Linked DNA regions of Mus musculus: all the other regions are linked to region 3. The links are chromatin contacts, called in public HiChIP or PLAC-seq and promoter capture Hi-C maps. All regions are on one chromosome and are shown on one strand. Each heading gives the region's core, a stretch centred on a gene start, on an enhancer-like site or on the middle of the called end of the contact. The rest is flanking DNA. Distances are from core to core; before and after follow the strand shown.

Evidence for each region. Promoter capture Hi-C pulls out the DNA fragments that hold promoters and counts their contacts. HiChIP or PLAC-seq counts read pairs in DNA pulled down with a chosen protein or histone mark.
Region 1: a contact with region 3 is called in a promoter capture Hi-C map of pre-B cells. The contact joins the enhancer-like site here to the promoter of Cerk in region 3. A contact is called at or near these places in 2 of 39 promoter capture datasets (the C10 cell line and pre-B cells), 1 of 484 Hi-C or Micro-C datasets (embryonic stem cells), 1 of 115 datasets of contacts at active chromatin or transcription factors (effector CD8 T cells) and 2 of 9 other capture datasets (adipose tissue and liver).
Region 2: a contact with region 3 is called in an HNF4G HiChIP or PLAC-seq map of pancreatic cancer cells. The contact joins the enhancer-like site here to the promoter of Cerk in region 3. A contact is called at or near these places in 3 of 39 promoter capture datasets (the C10 cell line, macrophages and pre-B cells), 3 of 484 Hi-C or Micro-C datasets (liver, muscle stem cells and uterus), 2 of 115 datasets of contacts at active chromatin or transcription factors (effector CD8 T cells and pancreatic cancer cells) and 3 of 9 other capture datasets (adipose tissue, liver and pancreatic islet).

Annotation. Positions count from the first base shown.
Region 1 is chr15:86,109,094-86,111,793 of GRCm38.p6, reverse strand. The region is part of intron 3 of Gramd4 (GRAM domain containing 4); the gene reads right to left. Among named protein-coding and RNA genes, the nearest start is that of Gm15722, 19 kb to the right of the region's middle. Within about 2 kb of position 1,288, at least 61 of the 459 cell types and tissues checked have an H3K27ac peak or open chromatin away from gene starts, as enhancers often do. A contact at or near this core is called in pre-B cells, where this site is marked.
Region 2 is chr15:86,082,495-86,085,194 of GRCm38.p6, reverse strand. All of the region lies in intron 1 of Gramd4 (GRAM domain containing 4), which reads right to left. Among named protein-coding and RNA genes, the nearest start is that of Gm15722, 7.5 kb to the left of the region's middle. Within about 2 kb of position 1,439, at least 58 of the 459 cell types and tissues checked have an H3K27ac peak or open chromatin away from gene starts, as enhancers often do. A contact at or near this core is called in muscle stem cells and pancreatic cancer cells, where this site is marked.
Region 3 is chr15:86,184,740-86,187,439 of GRCm38.p6, reverse strand. Cerk (ceramide kinase) reads left to right here and starts at 1,299. Exons shown (of 13, transcript NM_145475.4): 1 at 1,299-1,933. The coding sequence starts at 1,792. Gm15569 (predicted gene 15569) reads right to left here and starts at 1,712. Exons shown (of 3, transcript NR_155352.1): 1 at 1,656-1,712; 2 at 1,199-1,234; 3 at 244-788.

The sequences.
Region 1 (2,700 bases), core at 39-2,538, 76 kb after region 3:
GCCAGTTTTATTTGGAGGCTGGTGGGAAGACTGGGTATACAGCATCCTTTCCAGCATCTAGAGGAACATGCTTTGCTTGGCTGGTGACTCCCAAAGAACAATAACTACATGCTGACCTACCTCCATCCTTCCCAACTCCATCTGACCCACCAGCCTCCTCCATCTGACCCACCAGCCTCCTCCTTGAGATTGCTTTGCACCCATAGATAATCTTGGATCTTCTCACCTCAGGCTGACAACTCTGTCACATCTGCCAAGGAATGGTCACATGCATAGGTTCCAGGGATTAAGGGGATAAACATTCTTGGGGAAATTGAGATTCTACCTACCATGTTTTCCCCTGAGATAATAATAACAGACAAGGTAAAGGAGCCCCCTCCCCCAGACAGAGGCCCACAGAGGACTTTCTAGCCTCACGGCTCCCATGAGCATCACAAAACAAGAAGCCCTCCTCTGATGGGCATATTGGCCTTCCTGGGTACAGAGACCCCACCCCCACCTCAGCTGGTAGGGTTCTCCCCTCCCACTTCACTCTCTTATCACCTCCAATTATGTCCCCCAACACAGAAGCAGGACTCCCCATCAACCCACTGAGGCAGCCCAAGCAATGAATGCTTACATAGACTTCCTCAAAACCCAGTAGTTTTTTGAAAAAGGAACCAATGAACAGTCCATTGCCAGAGGCAACAGGTGTGCCATCCTATAATATGCTCACACAAGCCTTAGCTGCGCAGCAGAAAGACACCTGCTCTCCTGTGCCCTCAGTCTGAGGACAGAGACAGATACAAGCTCAGAGCCCTGTTTCCACACGGGGTTTCTTACAGGCTCAGTCAAGCGAGGAGGCCATCTGGGGCCTGTGTGTGTCTAAGTTACAAGTGAGGATTTAGGCAAAAGCCCTAGCCTAGCCCGTTAGACCACAGAGCCAATACTGCAGAGCTATGAAGCTATGTATCACATGCCACTAATGGTGTGGCACAGCTCCTAAGCCAGGGTTTTTACAAGGCCCAGTGCCAGCCATAACTGACTCTAGGCACTCAGCTGGCCTGGTTACACAGCAGGGATGGCCACAGAGCCCCTGTAGAAGGCCAGAGGGGTGGGGATGTCCACTGAAGATGAGTTGGTCCCCGAAACTAAGTCTCCAGGGTGTACCTCGAAAGAAAAGTTCGATATCACAATTTAGAAGCTCCATTCAAGGCTGCTGCTCACACGACACCCATGTTGTCACTGTGTTATTATTCATTTAAGCAGACCAGCAAACCAACTACGAGGAAGATAAGTGAGATGACTCAGGTGCACAGCAGCACCAGAGGGAGCCAAGACAGTCCCCGAGGGACAAGGTCTACCCCCTCCCTACCCACAAAGGAGCTGTTGAGGCAGCAAAATGAATGTGGTGGAGAGAAAGCCAGGGGGGATATTTCTGTGTCTAGGTATACCTTACATCTGCATAGGTCTGAGAATACTAGGTCACCTATGAGAGTGACCTTGGGGCACCTTAAGAAGAAAGAGATTCTGGTCCTTATACCCAAACCCCATTTGGAGACTGCCAGATAGCTCCAAAGCAAAGAGGCAAAAGGAACTCGAGAGCGGGAGCCCCTGAAGCCAGAGGGACCTGGTACAGCAAAGGATTCCTCACAGAACACACATGGCAGAAGCTGTGGGAGACTGGTACAGTTAGGCCACCTGCTCACCCACCTGCTCCAGGCTTTAGCTTCTCCAAGGTTCTGGAAGGTGAAGGGCAGGTAATTCATGGACCCTCGATCCCCAAGACACCCATTCCTCCCTCCTCAGTACGATGATTCAGGGGGCGCAGAGGAGATAATTCAGCCCACAGGCATGGTCTGCCCAGGCAGCGCAGCCTCCATGGCTCCCGGCCCACAGGGAAAGAAAACAACTTCAAAGCTATTTTTAAATTTGTAAAAGCAGATCTCTCAAGCAGGAATCCCTTTGGCACAAGATGCAACAGGCCTAGCCAGAGGGGGAGGGGGGCAGAATCAAATGATAAGCTTTAAATAAAATTTCTCCCCACCCAGCTAGAGCACATACACACACAGAAGCCACCGGGAGGGGAAAAGAAAGCTGTCCCCGGCCAGGCTGGGCTGCACAACTGGGCACCTGAACAGGTTTTTACCAGGCCAGTTTCCCTTCCTGTTATCCTTAAGGATCTTTCTAAAAGACAATGCCTTGCTCTCCCCAGTGTACTGAGTTCAGGGTATCTGTTCACCTTCATCCCTAGGGAAGGGCACGGTGTGATGCTCCTCCCTGGCCACTCCACTCAAAGGGTGCTGTCCCCTCCATGTCCCCCCACAGCCTGTGTGTGCTCTCCTAGGGCTCACTTATCGCCATGTTATCCACTGCTCTGCACAGAAGTGACATTTACAGCATGATGAACTGTCAACACCAGGCTGAATGCTCCTCACAATCAGGTAGCGGGCGGCCAAGTTCTGGACGTTCAGCATTCTAATATGACAGGCTGCGGCTTGGGCTTGGTATTCTGGGTTTAGGAAGTCAGTTATGGGATGAGGGCGGTGTCCTGAGATTTGTGTGCAAATAGATAGACAGACAGGAAGGAAGGAAGGAAGGAAGGAAGGAAGGAAGGAAGGAAGGAAGGAAGGGGGCAGGAAAAGAAAGAAGAAAAAGAAATGAGATTCCAGACAGAACTACTGCCCAGAATGGAGGGCTTTTCAGGCCCAACATGGCTCT
Region 2 (2,700 bases), core at 190-2,689, 100 kb after region 3:
CGCAGGTTCTAATCCATATCCCAACCCTACCTCCAGCTTGCTGACTGCCCCTGCAGTGGCAGACACAAGCACCCTAACACACACACACACACACACACACACACACACACACACACACACATACAAAGCTACCAACCAACCCATCTCCCTAGACCAATAAGCATCCCCAGGGCCTAAGGTATTACCAAAAATCCTGTCTGTACGCTCCCCTCTGGCCACTGTCTCTGCAGTACCAGGTCTGGGATGTTGGCTCAGACCTGAGAGTGTCCAGGTCTGCCAAAGCTCTAGGGGCACCTGGGAGCCACCTCCTGCACCCTAGGTCCACACCATGGTCCTGTAACCTGGGCAACTGGGGGCCCTGAATGTTAAGCTGGCTGTGTTGTAGGAGATGCGTCACTGTGGGCAGGGGTTGAGATTTCAAAAGCCCGTAACATGTAGAGGTGGTGGTGCATGCCTTTTATCCCAGCACTTGGGATCTCTGTGAGTTCGAAGCCAGCCTGGTTTACATACTGAGTTCCAGGACAGACAGAGCTACATAGTGAGACCCTGTCTCAAAAAAAACAAAACACCTAAAACAAAACAACACACACACACACAAGCACACTATTCACAGTTAGCTCTCACTACCTAGGATCAAGACGTACGCTCTCAGCTCCTGCTTCAAGGCCATCCTGCCTGCCAGCTGCCATGTTCCCCCACCATGATGCTCATGAACCAACCCTCTAAAACCAGGAGCTCCAAATACAATGTTTTCTTTCATGAGTTCCTTTGATCATGGCGTTTGTCACAGAAAATAAAAAGTGGCTAAGACAGAATTATGCTTATGCTGCTTCTTGAGGATCAGGGATGAATCTTACCATCCTGTGCCTCCAGTACCAATGTAGGGACAGGGCCACGTCTGCAAATCCCCTAGCAGTGGGCAAACAGAAGCTAGGTTTGATCACCTTCTACTGGATTGGCCCCAGCCATGTGGTGAGGTGGCAGGGACAGCCTGAAGCCCGCAACCTTGGCTGTGTGATTTCAGTCACACGACTTCCCCATGCCCTCGGTTCTTCTGCTAGAAGATATAGTGAGTCCCTAACTTACATGGCTGTAGAGGGTGACCTGACCCAGCACCAGAAGGACCCCAGCACCAGTAGGGACAGTAAGTAGCAAAGACAAAGATCTACTTTCCAGGAGGAGACACAAGTATCTTTAGCTCCCCCCGTAAATCTCCGTCACAAAGCCACTGGGCACTACGGTGGCCCTCCCATCTAGCAGGGGATGGAAGAGAGAAGAGGTGGTTCTGAGACTATACTAAGTGTCTCCAGGAGCTTCCGAGCAGCCTTGGTAGGGGGGAGGGGAGGAGACACAGACCAGGCATCAGGACAGAGGGATTCTGACACTCAAAGTATAACTGTGTTTGAGGGCAGGGAGCAGGGGGCCATTTTAAGGAAGCAAAGCTTCTCCAGCCAGCCACAAGCCACCAAGGTCTTTGTCCCCTCCTGCAGGAAACCCTCTGCACTCTGTCACCGGGTCCCTCAGTAGCTCTTCAGGTTTAAGGCTGAAGTGAGTTCCTAGAGCCAACCAGTCCTGGCTGCCTCGAATATATTCAATCCCTGCCCACATGAAGGCCATCTCCAGGTGACCTGGCCTCTGTCCAGGCTCACTCCACAGAACCCCAGACAGATGCACCATGACTACAGCACACTTAGAGATCCCAGCACCTCCCCCAGGCCCCTACAGTTCCTGAAACAGAGAGAACCTCCTTCCTCGGACCTGCGGTGACCACAACCCTCACTGGCAATGTCAGCAAAGCAGTCACGGTTGGAATGTTGTTGACAAGCAGAGTCACTCCAGGACTTCTATCCTCAAGCCAGCAGGCCACCACCTCATTTGTTGGCCCCTTTCTTAATCGATGAGAAATGGAACAAGCTCTGCAACCACCCATCCCCATCCTACCCGCAACACATACCAGGTCTCCCTTAGTTCCGGTCACCACTGAGGGTTGCTACTGCTGATCTGACTGATAGTTGGGGGAAAATGAGGCCTGGGAAGGCAGGCAGGGTAAGAGGTAAGACAGCAGCAATACACATTGATTCCAACATACTCCAGAGCTCCGAGCCCAGCCGTCCTTCACAGTGTAATTTAGCCCGCAGGACCCTCTGCCTTTGAGACTGAGTGGGGAATCTAACAGAGTAGCCACACACAGCTTCATTTAAGAAAACGAAGCTTGCAGGGAAAACCCTGTATTCCAGCAGGTAACTGAGCAAAACCCTCTATTACATAAGTGACTGCTCAGCAACGAGAAACCCACGCAAGAACTCCTCACTGGCAAAGCACCCTTTCCCCAGCTCCAGCCATCCTCAGAGCAGCCAGGACGCATGGAACCCATGGGACATTGGCAAGGAGAAGCCCTCTGCAGTTCCCGGATACAACCTGTCTCCCTGCCATGGCCCCGGCCCACATTCCAGAAAGCACAATGTGGCACCATCCTTGATCTGAAAGCATGCAGCCTGCTGCGGGGACAGGGCTCCGCAGATGGTGCTACGGGAAGCCCGTTGGCCACGTGGGATGGGGGCCATCTAGTCCCTGTCCAACTGCCTGACACAATGCCAACAGGCATGGTTGTGTGCCAACAAGCATTTACAAAACCCAGCGGAAACAGGTAGCTATACATACCTTCCATCCTAGATCAATGCATCTGTGAAGAGAAAGAAC
Region 3 (2,700 bases), core at 50-2,549:
GGTATTAAACACTTACATATAAACACTGCATTAATTTCCAGGCGTGGTGGCTCATACCTTTAATCTCAGCTCTTGGGAGGCAGAGGGAGGTGGATCTTTAAGTTTGAGAGTCTATAGAGTGAGCTCCAGGACAATCAGGACTACCCAGAGAAACCCTGTCTCAAAATAATAATAATAATAATAGTAATAATAATAATTAATAATAATAATAGCCCCTGCTGCCCTTGCCCGACACAACCCCTCACCAGTAACAGAGGCAGCATCATCAGCAATGGCAAGAGGTTTCTGAAGAAGTTTCATGTCCACATTCCCCAAGCCTCATCCCGATAGCCGTGAAAGGAAAGAGCTGGGACAGCCATTGCTTCAACTAACAACTGAGCTAGGTCAGGTCCAGCTTGCTCCAGGGTGGGGCTAGGATTCTGCCTGGGCCTAACCAACACTCCAGGGCTGTCAGGGAGCCTACCATTGGGCTGGGCTTCCAGGAAGCAAGTGATTCATGGTTGTCCCTGCCCTGCAGATGGACACAGGGCACCGACAGGATCAGACCTGTACCTTAGCCCTCTGGTACCAGGCACAGGCAAGGTAGACTTGGCCAGCTCCACCCCAGTCTGCAACAGCAGGAGAGCTGAGGGGGAGGGCAGAAGGCTCTCCTGTCTTCTTGAAAGCTGACTCCGCTGTGAGGCTTAGCTCTGTCACACCACAGAGCCCTGCACTCTTGGACCAGTTAGCATCTCCGAGGAGACTCTTCCTTGGTCAGATGTGAACAGATGCTATCACGCAACCAATATCTGAGTAACACATTATGCACAGAGACCATTTTAGACACTGGAGACCCAGTAAGGGACAAGCCCACATGCCCATGGAATTTTCACAAAGATGGGTAGATATGCAATGAGTGCAGTGCTGAATTTTGCCCTGCTGTGTCTTGGGATGCTTTGGCTGGGGGAGACGGAGTCCAGGAAGACCTCCCTGAGGTGGATATGTTCAGCTTGTCCCATGTTAAGCTGCATCAAGAGCAGCAACTCCGGTTCCCTAGGCCTGTTTGGGAGGGTACAGTCAGGTGACTGATAAGAAGACGCCTTCTCCCGTCTCTCTGGTGGCTGTAGACCCACAACCATCCACACATGAAGCTTCCACTCCCCTGGAAGGTAACCCCTGTCCTCTCCATCCTAGCCTTCCTTTGCCTACTGGGACTAACCTGCAGGACTCTTGCTAGCCGCCAGGAGACCAAGACCTAAAAAGAGACGGATGCCCAAGGTCAAATCGCTCCTGGGCGCACACCAGCAGTTCCACGGCCTCCTATCGCCTGCCCAGGACCGCCCGGGCAACATTTCTGCGCTGCTGGGACTCCGCCCGTCCCTTTGCAGCCCTCCCTACCCCGTCGCTCGTGCAGACCCAGCAGGACCCAGGGGCAGCCAGAGCGACAGACTAGTGTCTTTCAGGGCACCCGGCCGCTCCGACCGCCCTCCCCACAGCCAGGTCCCTCAGTCCCCTCCTCTGACCCCTCCCTCCCGTTCCTTCCTAGGCCTTTTCTGCTCCTCATCCTAGGCTCCCTAGACTCCTCTGTTTCTGATTCTTCTCTGGCCCCAAGTCTAGCTTCTCCTGTCCTCACCCTGGTCGCCTCCTCCCGGGTCCCCGCCACCCTCTCTGCGTACCGGGTGACGCAGCGCCGCCTCCCGCTCCCGCCTCCCCGCGTCACCGCCGGGCAGACTGCAGGGGCCGCTAACGGTCCCGCGCCCCCCCCGGTGTCCGCGCGCCCCGCGCCCGGCGGACGAGGCCGCGCCGGCGGCGATGGGGGCAATGGGGGCGGCGGAGCCGCTGCACTCCGTGCTGTGGGTGAAACGGCGACGCTGTGCCGTCAGCCTGGAGCCCGCGCGGGCTCTGCTACGCTGGTGGCGGAGCCCGGAGCCCGGGCCCTCCGCGCCGGGTGCCGGTAAGTGTGGCCATCCCGGGCTGGTGGGGCCGGCGCTGCATCCACCCCGGCCTGCGTAGCCCGAGCGCTCCGGGCAGGCTGGGATGGGGCGGAACTCGGAGGGAGGAGACCTGGGGCACGGGGAGAGGCGCCCGGGATACCGAGGCGCGGGGAATCCGAGACGCAGAGCCCGGGTGCCGGGCGGTCTAAGTACTCCGCGGCCTCTGGCGGGGAACCGTCTGGGTGCTGAGAGCCCAGATACTCCTGGAACTGGGATGACAAAGCCTCTGGAGGTGCTGGAGGGGGAGGGGAAGAGCGGACGTCCACAGCCCCCCACCCCCCATCCCGGAGCATCCGCGGGACCCTGGGGGAGGTCTGTTGCTGGTGCTGCCGTCGGGATGGCGCTGGCACACCTGGACAGGACTGGTTTCTGGTCATATTCTTCGTCCAATACAGTGAACCCAAGTACATACACATGTTTCTCTATGGGAGAAGCCCAGAGGGGCCCTGGCAGGGACTTCCTGCGATTAGGCAGTTGAGCAAGGGCCTTTGACTTTCCGATGGAGTGTACACCCTGCTCAGCCGCCCTCAGGGTTGAAAGAGGAGTAGCTTAGGCCAGCATGGGGAAAAAACGCAACCCACCCGCAGTGACTGGGAATGGTGCAAGGACACTAGAGCCACTCTCCCCGGTGCTTTGCTGCAGGTTGTCTGGTGGCCGACGGATTGGCGGAGATTTTAAAGATGTCATTCAGTCCTCCTTAAAAGGAGGATTACAGAAGATTGTATGT